Regions from separate parts of the Mus musculus genome. Here regions 2 and 3 are each linked to region 1. Evidence: chromatin contacts called from public Hi-C and HiChIP or PLAC-seq data. All regions are on one chromosome and are shown on one strand. The core of a region is the stretch at or near the end of the contact, and the rest is flanking DNA. Distances in the headings are between cores, read along the strand shown.

Region 1 (4,430 bases), core at 1,174-3,673:
TCTGAGTTTGATCCCAGTGACCCACAAGGCAGAGGGAGGTAACTGACTTTTGTCCTCTGACCGCCACACTTAATCATGATGTGTGTTCCCATATGCACAGTGTACACACACACACACACACACACACACACACACACTGGATACATAAGTAACTAAAATCATTTAAACATTAACAAGTAGACCAGAATAATCAGAGCACATTACATGTTTGGGATTAAGTATTGATGAATATGTGGGTGTGTATCACATATTCAACAGGTTTGAAAGCTACTTGCTGAGAAGTCTTACTGAAACTATAATTTTGCTGTGTGTCTCTCCTTTGCTAGTATTTAATGTTTTAGTGAGCGAAATGTCAGCTCACTTCAGCACACATCTGCCCTGCAGGGGCAGGTGGCTTCTGCTCCTGGAGCTGTCATTTGAGGCACTGGGAGGGGCCTGATGACACCTGTTCACAGGCCTGAAGCCCCCGACACCATGCGACGAATACTTTTCCTCTTAGCACAACAGATGGGAGCGGCTTTCTGGACAGTTGCATTTCGGTGAGTCATCACGAGACCTGCATGCATCCTAAAATGCAGCAAACTGAGCATGAGAGGCCACATAAATTCCTGAGAGAAATTTCTTTGTCCAGAAACAGTGTCGGCGTGTTGTTCAGCGTTGCCATAGGGAACAGCCAGCTTTGCTTTTGAAATGCCCAGAGCAGAGCCCTCTGATTGGTTCTCCGTACTGCTCATCACTTCTGCCCAGCAACTGGCGCTGCGGTGGCCAGAAACCCGCCCCCAAAGCCCTGGCTCTGATGGGGCAAACTTCTTTATGCTGCCCTCTGTGTTTCCCCAAAACAGGGGGTCTGGAGCTGCTAAATGGGAGAAGAAGGGCTCGGGGTGGGGGAGCAGCAGCTGGTCTCACCCGTAGAGAGCTCCACGCGGCTGGACTCTACCCACTCATTCTGAAGAAGGCTTACTAGTGCTTTGGCAGAGAATAAAAGGAGCCACGCAGCCATAGGAAGCCCCACGCACAGGTCTTTGTACCTTCTGCCTGGTGGCTTATTTGAAAAGAGTCCAAATAGTGCAGCCTAGAGAAGGAAGCCTTTCTGGATTTGGGCAGTTTTCCTTGTGCCGTGAAAGGCGTGTGAGAAAGGTGCCCTGGACAGGGCTGGGGTCGAACAGTAGAGGTCTGAGAACACGGTTAAAGAAGGCAGGGGCACTCTGAGCATTCCGGGCCATTAAAGACACCCACGAGGGGAAAGGGGCTAATAGTGAGCTCCAGGGTCCTCATAGATGGGACTGTCGTTCTAGCACTGTTGCCTTGGGGAACCCTGGATCTGACCTGACTCTGAACTCAGAACTGTGGCCTGTGGCCCAGATGAGGGCGCCACTGGCCTAGCTGAGCCTGGCTAGCAAGGCCTATGTGGGCTCTCGAACAGGCACCTGTTGGGCTACTGCATTCAGAGATGTCCTGTCAGACTATCCAGGCTTCTAGAACATTCCATGAGGTAAGCTGGACAGAAGATGCTGGACTTCCTGCGCAGCCTGGTCACACTGGTCTCCGTTCCAGCCTAGGATCCGACAAACTTTATTGAGAAGGGATGTGTGAGCTTCCAGATGACTTGGAAACAATCATGGCCTCTTTGCTCAAGTGTCTGAACTTTGTAAGGATAGACCCCCATTTGCTCCCATCTTGCCATGGCAGTAGGGACATCTGGTGGGGCCCTGTGACCATGAGACAGCAAGATGAAGCTGCTGGAGAAATGGGTGTCCCTGGCTTAGAGAAGTACCCAGGACAAATTGGCCACCCTGTCCACACAGGGCAGATCCACTTCGGGTGGGTATGTAGGGAGCCGAGGAGGACTCTGCTAAACCCCTAGAGCTGGGTCAGATGGTACCAGACCCGCCTGTGAGCATACGAGGGGCATGTGTGAGGGTGGCATGGCTGTGTGCTAATGTGGACTGTGAGACCTGCCCGCCTGCCTGTGAACTCTGTCGGTGAAGATGTGTGTTCTTGGACAGGAGACACTAGGAACGAACTCTGCACGCGTGTCAATGGGCGCCCGCGAGTGAGTGTCTTCTACAGGTGCAAGGACCTGAGTGCCCGAGTAGGCGAGACTGTTGGGCCGCCCGTCGAGGTGGCAAGGCGAGGAACCTTCCTTGCTTCCCCTCCGCTCGACTGGCTTTTTGACCCGGAAAGACCGGGACGCGGGCGGGGCGCGAGGGCGCGCGCGCGCGCGCGGAGGGGCCAGGGCCCTGAGGGCCTGGGGCGCGCGCCGCCGTTGCTAAGGCCGGCGGCGAGCGCGGGGCCGAGGGTCCCTAGCAACGGGCGCGGGCGCGCGCCAGCCGAAGGGGATGAGGGGGGGGGCGGGGAGGCGCGCGCGGGCGGCGGGGGCGGGCGCGCTGGGGCGCGCGCCCAGGCGGCCCGCGGGGATTTCCAGCGCGCGAGAGGAAGTGCCAGCGCGAGGGTGCGTGAGGCGGCGCGGCCGGCGGCCGCCGCGTGCGCGAGCCGGGTTGCAGCCCAGCAGGGACTTTCCAGCCGGCGGCGGCGGCGGCGGCCGCCGGCCCTTCCCCGCCCCCCGACATGGGGCTGCCCGGGGAGCTGGACGCTGCAGAAGGCGGCGGAGGATGCGCGCGGCGCCCCTGAGCCGGCCGAACGGGCGGGCCTCGGGGTAAGGTCGCGGGCCGGGGGCGGCGGGCGGCGGGGCGGCGGGCGGCTCCATCCCGGCGGCGGCCCCGGGCCCGGCGGGTCCTTCGCTGCCAGGCCCGGCCGCCTCACCGTCTGCGGTGCGGCCCGCCCGCCGCCCCAACTTTGGAAACTTTGTGTGTGCGGCCAGCTCCGGGCCCGAGGCGCCGGCGCTCCGGGCAGACGGGGCAGGCAGGCCTCGAGCCCTGGGTGCCCGCCCCGAGGGGTGCCGAGCCGTCAGCATCTCCGAGGCCCGGGGCTTTGGCGCGGTGCGGAGCGGCGGAGACAGGGTGCCCGCATAGATGAGCGTGCTCGCCCTGGCTGGTGGAGGTGGGTTTTTGAGCCATTATTTAAAAGTTTATACTGAGTCATTGCTCTGCAGATGAATGACTGATTCATAGTCGGAGAGCTGCAGAGAGGCTGGAAGGCAGGCGGTTCTGGGATCCAGCTGGGGCCGAATGCACACCTTCCACCTTCGATTAACACCAAAGGTCAGAGTGGGCTCCCCACGGGCGAGCCATTAAAACGATCCTTGCCGCGGGGCTTGCAGGTTTTGGAGGCGCCAGGCTATGGCTCATGTACGTTTCGCCACGTTTCTACACTGTCATCACCACCGGTTGGGGACCCGGGTATCAGGATTAGACCTTTAGAGAGAATTCTGCGTGGACAATTCTTTACCTTTAATTTAAAACGGCAACAACATGCAAATGGGTGAAGTGTTGTGGACGTGCTCTGAAATCGAAGAAGCATTCAGATTAATGATCGGTTGAAGGAACTGATTTTATTTTCACGGCTTTTGTACTGAGCTTTGACTCAGTTTTGAGAATGAAATAGAAGGGTGTGTGTGTGTGTTACGTACACACATTTGTAAGTATGCTCTTTTTTTGTGGAGTCTTAAAGGGTTTATCGAGTGTTGTATTGTCATCTTAATTTACATTCACAGCATACAACTGAAGAGGAGCCATAATTTTTTTTTTTTTGGTAGCATTTCTGTGACTAGATACACAAGTGAAATCTTTAGAAATGCTGTTTTGTATTGTGTGTAAAATGCTTATATGTAGAAATTGTTCAGGGGAACCCTCAGTCAGCTCTTAAAACCTTCTGGTGTTTTTCAGATCTTGGAAAATGGCCTGTTGAAAATACTGCATCATTGTAGGGTGTTTAGCAAAATAGTGTACAGCCATCCTTTACTTAAAGGAGAGGAAATGTTTCCCTTTTCGCCATATTGTGACATCTTATATATTAAGAACTAGTCTGAAGGTGAAAATTCTTTGGCCAGAGCAAATTGAAAACTGGGAAATTTATCACAGGAGTCAGAAAACCCTGTGTGTAGGGTCTGGTGATACATCCTGGCAGACCTTGGGGTCCAGCCTCACTGTTTGAAATCAGACCTTATCAGGGACAAGGTTTAAGATGTAAGGTGTCTCACCCAGACACCATCTGTTCCAGCTGTCACAATGCAGAAGTCGGGGAATCAAAAATCTGGCCAGGGAGAATTCCAGCATTTTTTAAACAAGACATTCATGTGAATTTTTCTGTGAGGGAAAAGAAAACCAATTTTTTTTTTTTTGGATGCTATCCATTCTTTTTGGAATTAATAAGATGGCCTCAGTGAGGAGGCTGCAGAGACATTCCGTTGGAAACAGGCAGTAGCAGCAGTCTGTTTCTGCTGCTCTTGCTGGTGCTTTGAAGAAAGTCCTTCATTTACCTGGGATCTAGGAACGGATGCTTGCTCTCCCTGTGTCTGAGATTTCTCTCTA
Region 2 (4,764 bases), core at 266-2,765, 37 kb after region 1:
CACTACTAGGAGGTGTGGCGACATTGGAGTAGGTGTGTCTTTGTTGGAGGAAGGGTGTCACTGGGGCTGGTGGGCTTTGAGGTCTCAGATGCTCAAGCCAGGCCCAGTGTCCCACTCTTCTTCCTGTCAACTGCTGATTGGGATGTAGAACTCTCAGCTATCTCTTCAGCACCATGTCTGTCTGTGTGCCACCATGCTTCTTGCCATGATGACAATGGACTAAACCTCTGAAGTGTAAGCCAGCCCCAGTTAATGTTTTTCTTATAAAAAGAGTTGTCGTGGGCTGGAGAGATGGCTCAGTGGTTAAGGCACCGACTGCTCTTCCAGCGTTCAGTTCCCAGCACCCACACGGTGGCTCACAACCATCTGTAATGGGATCTGATGCCCTCTTCTGATGTGTCTGAAGACAGCTATAGTGTACTCATAAACATAAAATAAATCTTAAAAAAAAATAGAGTTGCTGTAGTCACGCTGTCTCTTCCCAGCAATAGAAACCCTAACGGAACCCAAGGCCTCAGGCCCCAGCAGTACAGTGGACCTCATGAGCTCTTGCTGAGGTCGGTTTTGCTACACAGGGACACGCGGCTGTCTTGACCGTGCGTCCCAGCCAGCCCACTCCTCCAGCTTCACCGTAGATCCTTCCTAGAGGACCTTGTCCTGACCTGTGTTTGGATCTGCGGAGTAGCTCCTGTCCTCTCTGACCACGGCACTTGTCCTCGTGATAACCTGCTCTCCAGTTGCAGTCCTACTGGGTGCCTGTAGCCACTGTCATGGTAAACTGTCACCCGCAGCCCCTTTCCAAGTAATACATAGCGTTCAGCAGATGAGTCAATGAATGAACAAACTACTGCAAAGTGAAAGCCACCTAGGATACCGCTACTGTTGGTGAGGTCTCTTCTGAATCTGATTGCATGGCCAATGGTTTACTATTTCAGGTCCTCTGACCACGTCGTTGTGTTTACTATTCTGGGTGTCCAAGGGAAAGCTACCTGTACAGGAGCTAGGCATGCTTGGTGTGTTGGCTTTTTTTTTTTTTTTTGTACTGAAAGCTGTGAAGCTGTGGTTCATTCTCAGAGCCTCTCAGCAGGGACTTAGAAGCTGACATTTTGATGGCAGATGTGCGCAGTGCTCACAGGCAGCTTGAGTATTAAAGACTGTGTGTCACTATGCACATTTCACCCATTTCAGCATTGTGACCTGTCTCACTCACTTGTACCAGCAATACCCCAGCATAAACCACAAACCAGGCAGCCTTTAGGGAACGGGTCAGAAATCCAGAAATACCTCTAGAAGTTTATAACATTTCTTAAAGATCCAAAAACAAAAAAAACAAAAAACAAAAAAAACAAAAAACAAAACAAAACAAAAAACCCGTTGTGGCTCCAAAGGCAGCTGCCTCTGCTGAGGAGTCTGTCTCCAGCGCCTTTGCTTCCGAGGCTGGTAGCTTTCAGAAAGACTGCAATGCAGCGCTTAGCAAAGCCCTGTTAATATGGAAGCCGCCCGCTCCCCTTCAGGCTGCTGCTGCTGCCGCCTATGAGCTGAAGGAGGAGATGGTGGGTCTAATATGCCCTAGGACCTGCAGTTCTGTGATTCGACGCAGGCAATTCTGTGAATGCCTTGGCTAGCACAGGCTTGTCCTGCAGCAGCTGAGTTTCTGGTGCAGTGGGCTTTCCTCGGAATGTGAAACTGAAGATGCCTTTGCAGTTTGTGCCTCATAATTTGGTTTTCATCTGTGAGTTCAGATGGTGGGTTATACAAAGGTAAGGGGCTTTAACAATCATGAATTTTTATATTTAAAGTATTTATGAATATCCCAAGTCAAAGTAAATAATTGTGATTTGAGTAGATCTCTACTGTATCTAAAATAAAACTTTGTGTTGTATTAATGACAGTTTTGACATTTGAAGGATTGTCTTATTTATCATGGACTATTCATCCTCTAATGAATTACTCACAATGTTCTTTGAAAAGGGGTTGCTTTTACTTTGGCTTTCTAGTAAACAAGCTTGACTCTCAGAAATCTAGGTATGGATTATAATATGTTTGTTTTTTTAAACAATAATTTCATTGATCTGGCGTAGGATATCTCCTTTTTCTGGCGTAAAATATATCACCACCCATATATGATAGATGATAAAGTCTAGTTCCCTGAGTTCTTCTTTTTCCTCAGATGAAAATCCTCAGATGAGCATTTTCTCAAGTGCGGATGGAGCTCTTTGCTCATGTATGGGATGCACTGAGCACTGCCTTCAGCTGCGCCTCTTTGTTTATCTATGAGGGGGGCTAGATTCTAACTCAGATTGGTTTTGCTATAGGTTGGTGACCCCAAAATATATCAAATGCATCATGGTTGGTAATTTTATATGTCCGACACCAAGAAATATGTCAGGGTTACCATGGCAACTGCATGTGTTCTGAAAAGCTTGTGAATGGGCTCTGAACCTTCTGGCATTTTAACTGAGATTTTCCAGCTGAGAGTCTGAATACATGATCAGTGTAAATAAATTCAGCTTTCTGTGGAGAGGACATCCTGTCTCCGGAGTTGACTACCCTGCTCAGTTCTTTCTCTTGTAACATCTACCTTGCCTCTTGGTTCCCAGTCACAGGCTATGTGAAAGCTTGTTTTCAGCCTCAGGTTGGGGAGCCATCTGACCACAGTTACCAATGGACCATGTAGAATGGATCCATTGCCTGATAATCCCCTCACCCCAAACTGTACTTGTAGCTTCATGTCCTACTGTGGTGTGGTGTTCTGGTGGAGCTTGCTGTCCATCTGAAAAACTTCTTTCTAGAAGTTTCCAGCTCCAGAGAGCCTGACTTGCTGTTAGTTTGAAAGCTGTGGTGGTTGGTTTGGGGAAGGAGATCTAGTGAGCAAGCTTATGTGAATTATAATGGAGGACCAATTGGCTTTATGATCAAAGGGTTGTTGGCAGCATTTATAACCAGTTCACTCCCCAAGCTGAGCGTGGTACATACACCTTTGCTCTTAGTACTCGGCACTCAGGAGGCAGAGGCAGCAGATCTCTGGGAGTTCAAGGCCAGCCTGGTCTGTGTGTTGAGTTCCATGCCAGCCATAGCTGGAAAGAACTATCAAACAACAAAAAGCAAAACAAGCAAACAAGCAGTCCTCCTTGTATATTCAGACAACCTTGAAATCCCTTTGGAGACAAGGTCTTGCTTTAAAGCCCTAGTGTGCTTGAGCTCACTATGTTTACCTGTTTGGCCTAGAACTCAGAATTATATGGTATGACTGTTCATTTGAAAGTAAGCTAGTCTTTGAGCCACCCACTAGTGGGTGTATTGCTGTGGCTTACCTCTGGGCCTCATTTGGGATCTTTGTCTGATTCTGTTCTTTAATTTCAGATGAGAAAACCGAGGCCCAAAGAAGCTATGTCCTTGGTTGGGGTCCCAGAGTAGGCCAGACCCAGGTGCAGGATCAGAACTCCGCTCCTGCTCCTGGATGTCTGCTCCCCTGAGGCTCATGTCCTGACAGAATTTGCTCTCAGCTAATACATCTGTTTTCCTTTTGTCAGAAGGGGGGGTCTTTCATAATTTCAGGTCTAACTTAGAGAACTCTTCAATTTAAATTTTAAAAACTTTTTTCTACATTTTTTCCTTTCTTTCATCATTTAATAATTTCTGCTCAGTGTGCTGATCCTGATACATCCATGGGGAGGACATGACCTCTGCCCTGTGTGCCCCTTGCTGTGATGAGAGAGCTCCTGGCTGTCCACATGAGTTCTGGATTGAGGGGCTGAGGAGATGGTGCAGTTGATAAAGTACTCACCATTTGAGCACCAAGACCCTAGTGTAGATCCCCAGCACCCAGGTTTAAAAACAGTGCTAAGGCTGGGGTGGACATAGGGCTGCCTACCAAGTCCCCAGCTCTGGGGTTGTCAGCGACCTTGTCTGAAACTCGGAGGTGGAGGATGAGGAAGGTGTCCATTGTCAGCCTCCTGCCACCACAGCACACACTCTCAAGATTAGTGGCTGCTGTGACATCACACTGATGAAGGCAGAGTGACATAATGATAGCAGTCCTGATCTATTACATGAAGTAAGGGGTCGCACTCTCAGAAGTTGAAATGCGAATTGATTTTCCAACCAGATTGTGCTTAACCTTGGTTTTTAAATTTCTGGTGTTTAAAAATTAAGATTTCAGAGGGCTGGAGAGATGCCTCGGTGGTTAAGAGCACTGGGTGCTCTTGTAGAGGACCGGGGCTCAGTTCCCCATCCACATGGCCCCTCATAACCATTTGTAACTTCAGTTCCAGGGAATCCATTGTACTTCATGGGTACCAGCCTTATATGTTTTATATGTGGTACATGTACATATACATATATATACATGCAGGCAAAATACTCATACACATAAAATATTCTCTAAAAATTAAGAAAAATTTTTATTGTAAAAATTTTTTATTGTAAGTCACATAAGGTGATGAATTGTATTTTTTTCTCTTAATCTTTTTTTAAAAGATGTATTTATTTTATTTATATGAGTACACTGTAGCTGTCTTCAGACACACACCAGAAGAGGGCATCGGATCCCATTACAGATGGTTGTGAGCCACCATGTGGTTGCTGAGAATTGAACTCAGAACCTCTGGAAGAGCAGTCAGTGCTCCTAACCACAGAGCCATCTCTCTAGCCCCTCAATATTCATTCTTTTTCTTCCTTCCTGTCTTGTCTGTCTGTCTTCCTTTCTTTCTTTCTTTCATTTTTTTTTTAATTAAAGACAGGGTCTAGCGTCTCTCTATGTAG
Region 3 (4,502 bases), core at 1,924-4,423, 61 kb after region 1:
CCTAAGTTGTATGACTCAAGGAGTAATGCAGAGTTCCAAGTGCTGTTTTCTTACCGTTGTACGCTCTTATCTGTATTTAGTTCTTTGATCCTGTCCATTTGGGCGAGTTGGTCTGTCTCTCATTCTCTTTTTGAAGAGGGTTTTTAATAAGATAACTAATCTTACGTTGACTGATTTAGAAGCACCGTAAGACCGTACCTCTGGATGTATTTATGAAGCTGCTTCCAGAAGGGCTGGCTAAAGGAGGAAAGTCTGTGGGGTACGCACCGCACTGGGGTGGGAGAGCAAGTACAAGGAGGAGGGAGCTGGGCTCGGCTCCCTGCTCCTGACTACAGTGCTGGGTGAACAGCTCCCTCACCTTCCTACTGCCATGCCTGCCCTCTCCACAGCACTCAACCGAACCTTCAGATGGAGAGCTAAAATAACAGAGCAGCCACTGACGAGAAACTAAAACACTTGCTTGCATGGCCTCTCTCCTAGACTTTGCAGGATAGGGCCAGGGCCTCTGCCATGGTGTAGCATCTGGCATCAGGAATCACCAAGGGAGCTGCTGTGCAGGTTTCCAAGAGGCATCTGTACTGTCTGCCGGCACACCTGTCTTCCACCACCTCCCTCCCTGTCACCACTGCCTCACTGTGGGGCGCTGTCCCCTGCTGGACTGGACCTCAGGCTGCTGTCTCTGCATGAGTGCCGCTTCACCCTTTCTTGCTGGCAGGAGCCATTTTCTTTGTTTATCCGATGCTTCCCTTTTTTGGTTTTCCCAGGCTTTCCAGTTTTGTGGAACGTTCTTTTGTCAGCAGATGTACTTTTGTTTTTAGTTTCTAAGCTCAAAATTAAAATGTAGCCAAGTCACAGGAGTAGAGACCTTAATGCTGAAGGCAGAGGAAGTGTGAAGTCACTCTTCGCTCTGCTGCAGCACATGTGTGAGCCAGGCATCTAAGGCGGCTGACGGAAACTGGAGAACCTCTGCCCTCAGAAGATTACACACGGCGCATGCCGGATTAAATAAGGCCTTCTGATACAGTCAGTTCCCACCTGAAAGTACAGCAGGCTGGAAGCAGAACACTCAGTCTGCATGAAGTGCAGCAGAGTCCTGTCTGGAACTAGAATACCTAGCTATGCCAGGACGAGGGCTCTGGGAATGCTCACTGCTGCTCACTGCTGGCCGTGGCTCCTCCTCAGGTGTGTGTGAGTGGCTAAGTGCCATGTTCTAGCCTTGCAGTTCCTGTAATTCCTTGCCTAGGGGCGCCATTATTTCTGTTCTGTAAAAGCTACCTCTTCATGTGTCAAAAGCAAACATTCTTTTCCCACTTGATTTTCCTGAGGGTGGAAAGGGAGGTGTCGACAATAGCCCCAGGTTCCATCCTGTGGGTGACCTTCCATGTCACCCAGATTTTTATGTGATCAGCTTCTGAACATTGGAGACTCCCTGTCGTTTCCTCAGCTTGGTCTCTTACATGGTTAATAAAACCCTCAATGTTCTTCAAATGCTGTCTCTAATGCATTTGACTGAACCAGCATAATTTTTCTTCAATAAAATAAGTATAGAATTTCACTAAATCTCAATTTTAGGACAGAGGTACACTATGTGTATAGGCATGTAAAAATAAGTGAAATAAAAGTATTTCTATCCAGTCATGAAATCTGATCACAGTTTCCACAGTCTTCTGTTTGGAGAGCGTCCAAAGCCACATTTTACCATTTCTTCTGATGATTGTGCGTATCCTGCAGGTGTCACATGGGGGTTCCCGAGGATGTCCTTGTGACAAACAACCTAGAAATAATGTAGCTGTCTTAACTATGGGAACTTAATTTTTACAAATGGTTTTTTTGTTTGTTTGAAGACTTTGAACTAAGTCTTTGTTTGGGTGCTGAACTTGTAGGTATTGTCCCCACGAAGGATCAAAAGGAGTCTGGTGGGGTCACTGCCATCTGCATCAGCTGTCCCCAGAACCTGTGCTCCATAGCTCATGCCAGCGTCCTTTGATTCTCTGTGTTCAGTTTAGCATCTTCTCAGGGTCAGTTTCTGTGGATAACTTCCAGCACCTCTGCTCTTTTCTCCCCTGAACTTACTGTGTGGCGTGGGGTCATAGGCTGCCATTTCCTGAGGTTGGTCAGGTAAGCAGTGTTTCCCAGGCTGTGTGTAGAGGGAGCCAGACCCAGATGTCCCATCTCCTCCTTTTTAATTAAGATTTCTTTTTCTAATTTGATGTGTGTGTGTGTGTGTGTGTGTGAGAGAGAGAGAGAGAGAGAGAGAGAGAGAGAGAGAGAGCCCTTACTTGTGCAGGGGTCAGAATGCAGCTTGCAGGCTTCAGTTCTCTTCTGCTGCCATGCGAGTCCCAGGGACTGAGCTCAGGTAGTCAGACATGAGAGAAAGTCCTGCCTGCTCAGCCATCCCTCCAGCCTGAAGTGTTTTATTTTTAAAGAAATGATCGTGTGTGGATGTGTGTCTGCATGTGTGTCTGTGCTGAGTGCATTCTAGCAGAGAACATGAGAGCCCCTAGAACTAGAGTTGCAGATGGTTGTGAGCTGCCACGTGGGTGCTAGGCATTGAACTCACATCCTCTGGAAGAGCAGCCAGTGTTCTTAACTGTTGGGCCCGCTCTCCAGCCCAGTTTTGTTAGTTTGTTGTTCTATCCCCAGTTAGCCTGGATTCACTGTGTAGCTCCAGCTGGCCTTGAAAGCAGAGAGCTGCCCACCTAGACTTTATTTTTACTTTTGGTCAAGCCATTAAGGGCTAGGTAAAGAGACTTTGTTTTTTGTTGTTGTTGCTGTTTATTTGTTTGTTTTAATTATAGCTGGGTGTGGCGGCTCACGTCTCTAGTCCTAGGATTCAGGAGGCAGAAGCAGGTGTATCTCTGAGTTTGAGGACACACACATATGGTGAGGATGTGATATGGTGTTGGTGTGAGTGTTCTTCCACTGTGTAGATCTCAGGGTTCAATCTTAGGTTGCTAGATTTTTTTGGCAGATATCTTTCAGCCCACTGAGCACCCCACCCATAGTTCTAAAGACAGGGTCTTATGTAGCTTGGGCTAGCCTCACATGCTAGGCAGCCATTGAGGTCCATTCCCAACCACCTTCCCACTTTGAGGTCACAGAAGGCTTCTGTGTTTGTTGTGGTCGAGAGCGAGGAAGCAGTTTCTCACCCATGGTTAGCCTGGCAGAGACACAGAGGGCTGTAGCTCCAGCTGTGGGTGGGGCTGCCTGTGGGCATGTCCACATCGTCTCAGGACAGCTCCCTTAGGACGCTGCCATTTCTGCAACCTGCCCACCAGCAGTTTCTCTGCACTTCTAACATAGTTCAGGGTTAAAAGTACCACACTGTTTCCATGAAGACCAAAAGTGTCAATATCTCACTAAATAGGTTTGGGGGACTCCCTATGTTTTTTATCACGTGGTCTTTGTTTTGTCTTTACATGTTAAAGCCTAAAAGTCGTTCTGACTTTAGGGCCTTAGAAAACCAGGCTGCTGCCTAGATTGACCTGAAGATGGCACTTGCTAACCCTGGACCCTTAATCTATGGTGTGTGCCCTAGAGACATTTGTCCACGTTCCTCAGAAGAGCTGAGTTAGGATGTTGAGAGCCGACTGTGCATAATACAGAAGCTGGAACACCATTGTGCATGATAAGTAACCATTACCACATCCAGAAGATGAAGTGTATCCCATGGTAAACATGAAATGTGTGTAATGCGAGAGACATGGCAGGAGCTGACAGGAAGAGAAGCATGAGCTGGAGGTGGCTCACACCTGTAATCCACACACCTGTAATCCACACACCTGTAATGCAGCATTTGAGGGCTCAGGGGGGCTCATCTTCAGCTGCACGCTAAGTCAGAGGCTTGGACAGCGAGTTTGTCTCAGTAACACAAACAAGGGGCTGCAGAGGTGGCTGCTCTTGCAGAGACCCTGGTTTGGTTCCCAGCACCTGTATGATAGCTCACAGCTGTTTAGAATTACAGCTTCAGAGGAGCTAGCACTTTCTTCTGGCTTGCTGGGCTCCAGGCATGCCTAGACTAGACATACATGTAGTCAAAACATCCATACACATAAAGCAAACAGAAGTTTTTAAATATGAGTGCAAGTAATAATCGTAAACAGAAAGTTCAGGCGCTGTTTCCATTTGGAAAGAGTACAAGGATGGAGTAGCACACAGGCTCTGACCGAAGGGTGTTCTGCGCATGGGCTTGGAATCTACCTACCACTGCACATGGGCTTGGAATCTACCTGCCACTTACCCTCCCCAAAGCACCATCCTCAGGCCAGCTGACCGCTTGAGAAGAAAGGTGGAGACAGGTCTCTAAGCAGCTATGAGTGGCCAGTGACCACCTTCCTGGCTCTTCAGGTTTATGCTGATATCAGAGCCTGATTGTTGAGCTGAACATTAAAAGTTTAAACCAGAAAGTGAGTCTTGTTTTTTTCCAAGATTTATATACTCTAGACCTCTTATATTTCCACATGAATTTAAAGATTATCATATTAATTTTTGCATTACAAATC

The links. A called contact is a pair of places that touch in the nucleus more often than the background predicts. HiChIP or PLAC-seq counts read pairs in DNA pulled down with a chosen protein or histone mark.
Region 2: a contact with region 1 is called in a Hi-C map of cerebral cortex, with 1.7 times the contacts expected there. The contact joins the enhancer-like site here to the promoter of Traf3 in region 1. A contact is called at or near these places in 5 of 39 promoter capture datasets (3T3-L1-derived adipocytes, embryonic stem cells, liver and 2 more), 2 of 15 datasets of contacts at CTCF or cohesin (CD8 T cells and the NIH/3T3 cell line), 7 of 484 Hi-C or Micro-C datasets (the AML12 cell line, cerebral cortex, cortical neurons and 3 more), 11 of 115 datasets of contacts at active chromatin or transcription factors (CD8 T cells, the HPC-7 cell line, the SCID.adh cell line and 6 more) and 1 of 9 other capture datasets (liver).
Region 3: an H3K4me3 HiChIP or PLAC-seq map of the SCID.adh cell line shows a contact between it and region 1, with 20 read pairs. The contact joins the enhancer-like site here to the promoter of Traf3 in region 1. A contact is called at or near these places in 9 of 39 promoter capture datasets (3T3-L1-derived adipocytes, the HPC-7 cell line, embryonic stem cells and 5 more), 12 of 484 Hi-C or Micro-C datasets (the AML12 cell line, DN3 thymocytes, ECoMG-derived neutrophils and 9 more), 14 of 115 datasets of contacts at active chromatin or transcription factors (the 230-238 cell line, CD4 single positive thymocytes, the SCID.adh cell line and 8 more) and 2 of 9 other capture datasets (adipose tissue and embryonic stem cells).

The regions. Positions count from the first base shown.
Region 1 is chr12:111,163,947-111,168,376 of GRCm38.p6, forward strand. It overlaps Traf3 (TNF receptor-associated factor 3), which reads left to right and starts at 2,424. Exons shown (of 12, transcript NM_011632.3): 1 at 2,424-2,656. All of the region lies in intron 2 of 4930595D18Rik (RIKEN cDNA 4930595D18 gene), which reads right to left.
Region 2 is chr12:111,201,741-111,206,504 of GRCm38.p6, forward strand. The region is part of intron 1 of Traf3 (TNF receptor-associated factor 3); the gene reads left to right. Among named protein-coding and RNA genes, the nearest start is that of 4930595D18Rik, 20 kb to the left of the region's middle. Within about 2 kb of position 1,516, at least 31 of the 459 cell types and tissues checked have an H3K27ac peak or open chromatin away from gene starts, as enhancers often do. A contact at or near this core is called in cerebral cortex, cortical neurons and forebrain, where this site is marked.
Region 3 is chr12:111,224,443-111,228,944 of GRCm38.p6, forward strand. All of the region lies in intron 2 of Traf3 (TNF receptor-associated factor 3), which reads left to right. Among named protein-coding and RNA genes, the nearest start is that of 4930595D18Rik, 42 kb to the left of the region's middle. Within about 2 kb of position 3,174, at least 12 of the 459 cell types and tissues checked have an H3K27ac peak or open chromatin away from gene starts, as enhancers often do. A contact at or near this core is called in the SCID.adh cell line and myeloid progenitors, where this site is marked.